Regions from separate parts of the Mus musculus genome. Here regions 2 and 3 are each linked to region 1. Evidence: chromatin contacts called from public HiChIP or PLAC-seq data. All regions are on one chromosome and are shown on one strand. The core of a region is the stretch at or near the end of the contact, and the rest is flanking DNA. Distances in the headings are between cores, read along the strand shown.

Region 1 (2,700 bases), core at 162-2,661:
ACACAGGCCTTGTGTTTATAAATCCCACGTGTCAATATACCCTCGACAGCCAACTGACCTGCATTTGCATGAAGTTTTAGTAGTCATTTTCAGATTTAATCCTCCTGTACTTAAGTAAAAATGTTCTTCAGCTCTGTCTCTTGAGCTTGAAATTTCTGACTGCTAGAATTAATTTGTCTTCTGTGAAGTTCAGCAGAAGCAAGATCACTTGAAAAATATTTCTAGATTTAAGGAGCCTACTGTGACATAAATACTCATTTTAACATCTGTTCTTAGACAGGATCCTGGACCCAGGAAAAGGTGAGAAAAACTGAACTGTGTCTATATTAGATTAATTTGATCAGGATTAATCCCCTGATTCAGGTAATAAGAAAGGTATCTTTGTTTTTAAGAGACATATTAAATTACTTAGGGGTACAGAAACCTACGCTCTGAAGGAGAGTGATAAAGAAAGGGAGTATTCTGGAAAAATATGAAATATTGTAACATTTGGTAATTTGAGGGAAGAATGCACAAGTTCTTGATATTTTTTCCATGTACTTTTCTTGCTAGGTATTTCTTCAGTGAGAGTCATTTTACCCATTTTCAAGTCTGAAATTATTTAAAAAATCCTTTTAAAAATAGTGTCATATTTAAACTCCACAATATAATGAATATAATGTACGCATCAAAGAGGCTTTTATATACCAAGAGGAAGGGTTAAAAACTGATATCTTAGCAGTTATGGTTAAGTATAAAGACAGTCCAAAGAAGAAGCAGACACATTTTAGAAGTTAATAAGATCCCAAAATAAGAAAATTGATAAGAAAAGTAGTTAAGGTATACTTAATTTTTTTAAAAAAGTAATATACTCACTGTCCAATCCAGGATGACTGATTGTCATTAATGAGATGGATTTTGTCAATGGAGAAGAAATGGCTGATGTACAGTAGTTAAATCCCTGTTGTTTAGACCTGTAACATGTCTACAAAATTAAAAAAAAATGGAGGATGAGTTCTAAGTACATATTCATATATATAGACGTGCAGAATTTGCATTGACCCAACTTAGTGAAGGAAGAAGTGGAATCCAGTCTGCCTCTGCCACTTAACTGGTACTTAGCTGCTTAGCTTTCTAAGCCTCCTTGTTCCTCCTGGAACTGGTGAGTATTCACCATTTACAGTGGGTTTCCATCCCTCAGAGCATTTAATAAGGTTTCAAATTGAGTAAGAACTCACTAGGTATTTGCTGGTCACACAACCTGGTAAGTAACTTCATCAGAGGTACCAAATTACATAGAGCACTGCTGCTTTGAAAAATCAAACTGTCTTCAGAGATTGACAATAGGACATGTTGTTATTCTGATTATAAGGACTTGGAAACTGAGATGTGAGCAGAAAGCAGTTCAAGAGCAGTAGCAAAGCAGCGTTGCATCTGGGAAGAGGCGAAATCTCTTTCACTTCCTCTTAGATTGACTGTACATGAACACAGGGTGACTGCAATTTAGTAACTTAACTTCCTCAGTAGTTACTGGCAATTTAAATCCATAGCATTTTAAAAGCCATGTAGCCCAAGCAAAAGCAGAGGCTCCTTTTAACATCCCGGAAGCAACCATTTTTTACTTCTGGTGATAAGGGTCTCATGTGTCTTTCATTTTGAGACAGCTCATTCGAATACTCTCACAAGATGAAATCTGCCTTTTTCTGATTCACACAAATTGAGATACTGAACGTCTCCTCCTAGCATGCACTCACTCATTTGGGCCAGAGATTTCTGATTATTTAGAGCTTGTTCCATGTGTAACCATGGAATCTGAGGCAAACAGTTGCTATGTTTCAAATACAACTGTGAGGTCTGAAAAATGACCTCCGAGAACAGCAGACTTTTAAGAGGAAGTTGACTGCAGGCAACTTGTCTAGATCAGAAAGATACATGCAGCACAACACCCACTCTGAGGCTGTGCACAAGAGGAACTAAAGGTAAGATGGAAGCTCTATGAGGACTATGCATTGCATAGCATAGCATAGCATAGCACAGCACAGCACAGCACAGCACAGCACAGCACAGCACAGCACAGCACAGCACAGCACAGCACAGCACACCATGGTACAAAAATGCGGATATTTATCTAGATGTGTTGACTTCATCTAGAAAGATTAAGTCAGAAAGATAGCAATGATAATTAGTACCATTTACTAAAAGAAAGGTCATCTGCCAAACTTCTCAGGGGCATGAAGCTCTCACAGGTAAGGGAGGGATCAACAGACTTTCTTGAGCAGTATGATTGACACAAAGACCATATTTTCTCTAGGGAATAACCATGGGGCATGGATTTTCAAATTGCTAAATTTAATAATGACATGCAATATACTTTAAAACTCAATTTACAATGAACTGAATACATTCCTAATCCTAAAACATTTGCTGTGATGGAATATTTAAATCTGTATAGATTAATGTATTCTTTTTAAAAAATAATATTTTATATTTATTATTATTTTTGTATAGAGTGTTTTATCTGAATGCATGTATCCATGCTACATTCATGTCTGGTGCCCCTGGAGGTCAGAAGAAGATACTAGGTCCTTGGAACTGGAGTCATGGATGACTGTAAGCCACTTTATGTGGGTGCTAGGCACCAAATGTCAGTCCTCTGCAAGAGCAGTAAGTGTTCTTAACCACTGAGCCATCTCTCCAGACCAACTGATGTATTTTTAAATA
Region 2 (2,700 bases), core at 182-2,681, 290 kb after region 1:
TGCAGGGGGATTTCGAGTTCAAGGTTTGAGATACAGCTACATAGCAAGACTCCGCCTCAGAAATAAACAAAATGTTTCACCATGAGCCATGGCTAGGTCAGTAAGTACTCAAGTCAAGCTGAGCCTGTGTTCTGGACTGTGAGTCCAGAATCAAGACCTGACCCGGAATCTTATCTTTCTATCTGCTTGTCTTCCTCCTTCTTTCCTTCCTTCCTTCCTTCCTTCCTTCCTTCCTTCCTTTCTCCCTCCCTCCCTCCCTCCCCTCCTCCTCCTTCTTCTTTCTCTCTCTCCCTCCCTCCCTTCCTCCTTCTTCTTCTTTCTTTCTTTCTTTCTTTCTTTCTTTCTTTCTTTCTTTCTTTCTTTCTTTCTTTTTCCTTTCCTTTCCTTTCCTTTCCTTTCCTTTCCTTTCTCCCTTCCTTCTTAGCTGCAATCCTAAAGCCCAAAGCTTCTATTCTACACTGGCTGCTGTGTGGGTGGCTACATTCCTTGCAGTTTGTAACTCTGCATAAACCAGGGCACTGATGTTTGTTGGATGAATCAAACCAAGCCAATTTGGATGCGCTGAAAGTGAACCTGAAGTTGGAACTGCGTCATCTACCTTAACTTGTTTCCTAAGTTATTTTAAAAATAATCTCTCTCTCTCTCTCTCTCTCTCTCTCTCTCTCTCTCTCTCTCTCTCTCTCTCTCTCTCTCTGTGTGTGTGTGTGTGTGTATTAGGCAGGCTTGGTAGTACATGCCTCTAATCACAGCACTCAGGAAGCAGAGGTAGGCAGCTCTTTATGAGTTTGAGGCCAGCCTAGTATAGCTAGTTTTAGGGCAGCCCAGACTACATTGTGAGACATATACTTTTTGTTTTCTTATAAAAATTGATATTGGGGATATTGATAGTTGATATTTGAATTGCTGTATTGGGGATATTGATTAGATCAGTTTTTCTCATTTAATGGGAGATAACATTTTTGTTTTCTATTTTAAAAAATAAGCTAAGGTGATGGTTCCTTTTAGAGGCTGAGGCTGGGGGATTGCTGTAAGTTCAAGGTCATCCTGGGCTATAGAGACAGACCTCATCTCTTATGTTGCTGTTCAGCTGCTGGGTACAGTGAACCCCTTTGGAACATTTAAAAGTGTCTTTTTACATGACATTTACACCCCCCTTTTCTACACATTCCTTTACATTTCTACAGTGCAGGCTACCATCCACAGCCTACATCTCTTAGAGAAACTGTATATCATGTTACATGATTAACTTTGCTTCTGTCTTCAGCTGCCCACTTTGAAGTTTTATCTTGACTCATAAACCCTATCAGTGAGCTTTGCCTCTGAATCACTCGAAGATCTTGGTAAAATGAAGAGATTTGAGTCAAGGGGTGGGGCTGAGACGCTACAATTCTAAGGAGATGCCAGCTAGTGACAGCTGTGCTGTTCTAGATTCTGCACGTCGAGGATGAGGTCATTTAAAACCAAGGACAAAAAGGTTCTGAGAACAGGGACTGCCAGCAGTGAAAACCAGTCTGGCTGCTGTGGGCGGGTCCTGCTGAAGGTGGGGCCGCTGCTGAGGGCAGGGGCAGGAGTTTTGCTGGTTGATGTTGGCCAGCTCTTTCCAATGCACTTTTCCGTTTCTTGTAAATGTCTTTTGTCTTTCCTGGGTTGGAGACAAACCGAGAAAGCCAGCCAAAAGCCTAGCGGAGACAGGATTTGTGGGTAGCAGATGCTTCTTCAGGTGTCCTGAGCTGAAGGAAACAAGGGTACAGTAGCCAGATGTGACCTCCGAAGTCTGTGTGTGGGCACCGGGAAACAGCCAAGCCAGACTTTGGTTATCTCTAGGTCTTGGCTTTCTTTTCCCAACGTGACAAGAGAGGTGGCGCACATGTGCATCTGCAGGAAGTATAAACCCCTAACTCCTTTACCTGTGTTTATTAACTCAAACAGGACTTCTTTATCGAAGCACCATTGACATTGGGGGCTGCATAGTATTTCCTGTAGAGAAGGCTGGGTATCCTACGCTTTACGGAATGCTTAGCATCGTCCATGGACTCTATCTACAAAATGTTGGTAACACCTCTAAGTTGTGACTACCAAAAATACAAACATGGCGCAGATGTCAGCGTGCGTGCGTGCGTGCGTGTGTGTGTATGTGTGTGTGGTGTGTGGTGTGTGGTGTGTGGTGTGTGGTGTGTGGTGTGTGGTGTGTGGTGTGTGTGTGTGTGTGTGTGTGTGTGTGTGTGTAATTGCCCCAGTCTATGAACCGGTGGTATTGGATAAGGTAGAGAAGAGCTGCTCAGTTCTATTGTATGTCTACCCTTTTCAATTTTACCTACTCGTCTTTCTAAATTCCATCAGATGTTCTGCTTCCTTAGTTGGCTTTTTAAAAAATGACTTGTTTTTTAAACATCCATACATGACTTGTATGGATGTTCTGCTTGTGCACGTGCGCACACATGTGTGTGTGTGTGTGTGTGTGTGTGTGTGTGTGTGCGTGTGTGTACACCTCATGCCAAGGGAGGTTAGAGGAGAAAGCTGGATCCCCTGAAACTGGGTTTGTGATCTACCATGTGGCTGCTTGGAACCAAACCCAGGTCTTCTGGAAGGGCAGCGGGTGCTCTTAACCACTAGGCCATCTTCCCGGGTCTCTTTAGATTGATATTTCTCTCTCTCTTTCTTTCTTTCTTTCTTTCTTTCTTTCTTTCTTTCTTTCTTTCT
Region 3 (2,809 bases), core at 299-2,798, 320 kb after region 1:
TGATCAAATTATTGATGACAGAGCTAAAGTAAACACTGGGGATGAAGTAATTTTTGAAAACTCATGCAAATTTCCTAAGTGCATCACATGGCCAGACTTCAAGTCTTTTCAAGTCTGTTTATTACTTTCTGGTAGCAGAATGACATGATCTTAGTTTCATTTATTTTCTCTGTTTCTCCAGACTATATATTTTCTCAATGACTATATATTTTACATATTATTGGAAAGAAAATAATTGGATTAATGGTTATTCTAAAACGATGACATCTTCCTGCACCTGTCACCCAGTTGCATGGGAGTCAGAGTCACTGCATGCCTGGTCCCTTTCCATCTGTGATCTCATGGAATCCTCACAGAAGCCCCATATGTTGTCAGTTCGTGGTGTAGATGACTCTGAGGGCCCCCAGGAGGTAGCCTGTTTAAGGGCAGAGAGAGCATGTGGGCCTGGGAAACCACATGCAGCCTGTCTGCTGTGCGAGTCCATGTGAGAAAGCCACATCCTCTAATCAGCAGACAGGGCTGTGACTCTCACAGCAGCTGCATCTCCTCCTCTTCCTTCCTAACTGTGCCCCCGTCCTGGCCCAGTCCTTCAAGTCGGATGGTGATTTAACCGACCAAATGTCTTCCACACAGATATAGATAGCAAGGGGCCAAGATCCGGGGACTGTGGTTTCATTAAAAATATATTTTTATTTGTTCTTTGACAATTTCATAATTTAGACAATGTGTCTGATAATAGCCCTGCTCCCCACTCCTTTCTCCAGAGTCCCCCACACGTGTCCTTCCCCTTTATGTCCCTCTACTCTTCTTCCTCCTTCCCTTCCTCCTCCTCCTCCCCCTCCTCCTTCTTTTAAATAATCTACTGAGTCCAGTTAGTCTTACCAGTATGCATATGGGCAACCCAGCAAGGGCCAGAGGAAAAATGACTTCTCTTTCTGTAACAACCCTTACCTTAGTTGTCAAAATCTCCTCAGCTAGTGCTGGGCCTGAGCCCACCCCATTCTTGGATTCATGTACTTAGTGACTGGCTTGGTTTTGTGCAGGTAACTCTAGCTTCTTTGAAACACACACACACACACACACACACACACACACACACACACAGAGAGAGAGAGAGAGAGAGAGAGAGAGAGAGAAAGAGAGAGAGAGGTAAATATAATAAAAAAGAAAGCAAATACCAATTCAATCTTTCATGTCCCATCAGAGGTAGTTTTCCTTTGGGTATCTACTTTGAGACATGAAAATTAAACCGAGTTAGTCACCCTAACAAGGAGGGTAGGGTAGGAGGGAACAGTAGCTGGGGTTACGGGCAGAGGACACTGGGGTAGGCATTTCTGTGTCCGGAACCCTGGAGAGACTGATTTCACTGTAGCGGTCACTGACAGACCTTCCAGACCCATCTGTGTTTATACGATTTAGTAAATCTATGACATCACTATGCAGGGCTGTTTCAGATTATATACTAGAATGAGGATGTTCTGTGTTCAGAGCACAGACTGAGTGAATCGCCTGGGCAGGTTTCTTCTCCATCATCTCAGTTCTCTTCTGCCATCTGCTGGGGCAGGCACTCTACAGCATGGAGAACCAGGGAAGAGCTTGTCGCAAGCCCCTGACAGTGATATATCCAACAGCAATACGCTGAAAAGGCTGGAGAGGCAGGCTTTACACCATCCTGCCTTCCTTTCCCAGCAGATCTTCTGGGGTTTTCAAAGATTAACATAGTTCCTAGTATTTTTTAAATGTAACAGCCTTATAGTAGCAGCTGTTGCTACACTTGAAACATTTTAAACAGTATTTTATAAATGACACAGAAGCACACAGGTTTGAGTTTAAAAAAAAAAAAAGAGAAACAGAAGCGCAGAGATTGAGGAAGTGGAGCCACGAGCTGGCAGCGGAGCCCCACCAGAAGCTTCCTTGACACTGGGGTACACACTTTTCTCACAAAGCATTGCAGAAAATAAAAGCAAGGAAGAGTCCCAGAGAGGTGAGTCAAGCTGCTGTTCAGTGCACGAAGGAAGGCTGTGGTCCAAGATCCTCAGCCCTCAGATGGCAGGGAGTAGGGGTGCGTAGGGTGGACCTAGCAGCACAATTTCCCACACGCCTTTCAAGGTCAATGCCAGGACAATGAGAGACATTTAAAAAGTCACTTACTATTTTTATTTCATACGTATGAGTGTTTTGCCTGCATGGGTGTGCACCACCAGCACTGTCTCTGAGGCCAGTGTTCCCCGAGCCATGTTCCCAACTCCTCCCCAGTTTTCCTATCTTCTCTCCCTGACCCTCTTGTTAACACCCTTCTTCCCAGCAAGTGCCCTTCCTACTTCCATGTCTTTTTAAGTTTTAACATGGTTGTTCCTTACTGCGTTTAAGTTTGGTTGCTTTAATGAGAAAGGTTGGGGGAGTTATTAGCTTGAGCAAGGACAACTTGCCACTGTCCACACCACTGAGGAATGTGACTTCTACCCCTGCAATCATTACTGCCCATCGCTCCTCAGGGAGAGGTGGGGCCTCATGAGCTCGCCCACCACCCACAGGGAATGTTAGTGGGCCCTGTCTTGTGCAGATAGCCACAGTTGCCAGGACTTCATAGGTACCGCAATTATGTGCAGAAGACAGCATGGATTTCATAGCACCCCGCTCCCACCTTCAGGCTGTAGCTCTTACATTATCTCTGCTCCGTCTTCCTTAATGTTTCATGAGCTTTGGAAGGGTGATATAGATGTTCCATTTAGGGGTGAGTGCTCAAAAGTCACTTGATTGGTTAGGAGTCTCAGCATTAACTACTGCCCGTTGCAAACAGAATGGTGCT

The links. HiChIP or PLAC-seq counts read pairs in DNA pulled down with a chosen protein or histone mark.
Region 2: a BATF HiChIP or PLAC-seq map of CD8 T cells shows a contact between it and region 1, with 6 read pairs. The contact joins two enhancer-like sites. A contact is called at or near these places in 2 of 15 datasets of contacts at CTCF or cohesin (the NIH/3T3 cell line and large pre-B cells), 4 of 484 Hi-C or Micro-C datasets (CD4 T cells, adipose-derived mesenchymal stem cells, epidermal suprabasal cells and 1 more), 2 of 115 datasets of contacts at active chromatin or transcription factors (CD8 T cells and cardiomyocytes) and 2 of 9 other capture datasets (adipose tissue and pancreatic islet).
Region 3: a contact with region 1 is called in an H3K27ac HiChIP or PLAC-seq map of regulatory T cells, with 4 times the contacts expected there. The contact joins two enhancer-like sites. A contact is called at or near these places in 2 of 15 datasets of contacts at CTCF or cohesin (the NIH/3T3 cell line and large pre-B cells), 6 of 484 Hi-C or Micro-C datasets (Sertoli cells, cardiomyocytes, embryonic stem cells and 3 more), 13 of 115 datasets of contacts at active chromatin or transcription factors (the 230-238 cell line, the NIH/3T3 cell line, T-cell acute lymphoblastic leukemia and 9 more) and 2 of 9 other capture datasets (adipose tissue and liver).

What each region holds. Positions count from the first base shown.
Region 1 is chr7:75,685,477-75,688,176 of GRCm38.p6, reverse strand. Akap13 (A kinase (PRKA) anchor protein 13) reads right to left here. Exons shown (of 37, transcript NM_029332.1): 14 at 856-964. Among named protein-coding and RNA genes, the nearest start is that of AU020206, 95 kb to the left of the region's middle. Within about 2 kb of position 1,411, at least 115 of the 459 cell types and tissues checked have an H3K27ac peak or open chromatin away from gene starts, as enhancers often do. A contact at or near this core is called in the 230-238 cell line, CD8 T cells, Th17 cells and 6 more, where this site is marked.
Region 2 is chr7:75,396,477-75,399,176 of GRCm38.p6, reverse strand. No RefSeq gene overlaps it. Among named protein-coding and RNA genes, the nearest start is that of Gm46017, 40 kb to the left of the region's middle. Within about 2 kb of position 1,431, at least 90 of the 459 cell types and tissues checked have an H3K27ac peak or open chromatin away from gene starts, as enhancers often do. A contact at or near this core is called in CD8 T cells and adipose tissue, where this site is marked.
Region 3 is chr7:75,369,845-75,372,653 of GRCm38.p6, reverse strand. No RefSeq gene overlaps it. Among named protein-coding and RNA genes, the nearest start is that of Sv2b, 62 kb to the right of the region's middle. Within about 2 kb of position 1,548, at least 148 of the 459 cell types and tissues checked have an H3K27ac peak or open chromatin away from gene starts, as enhancers often do. A contact at or near this core is called in the 230-238 cell line, Th17 cells, adipose tissue and 5 more, where this site is marked.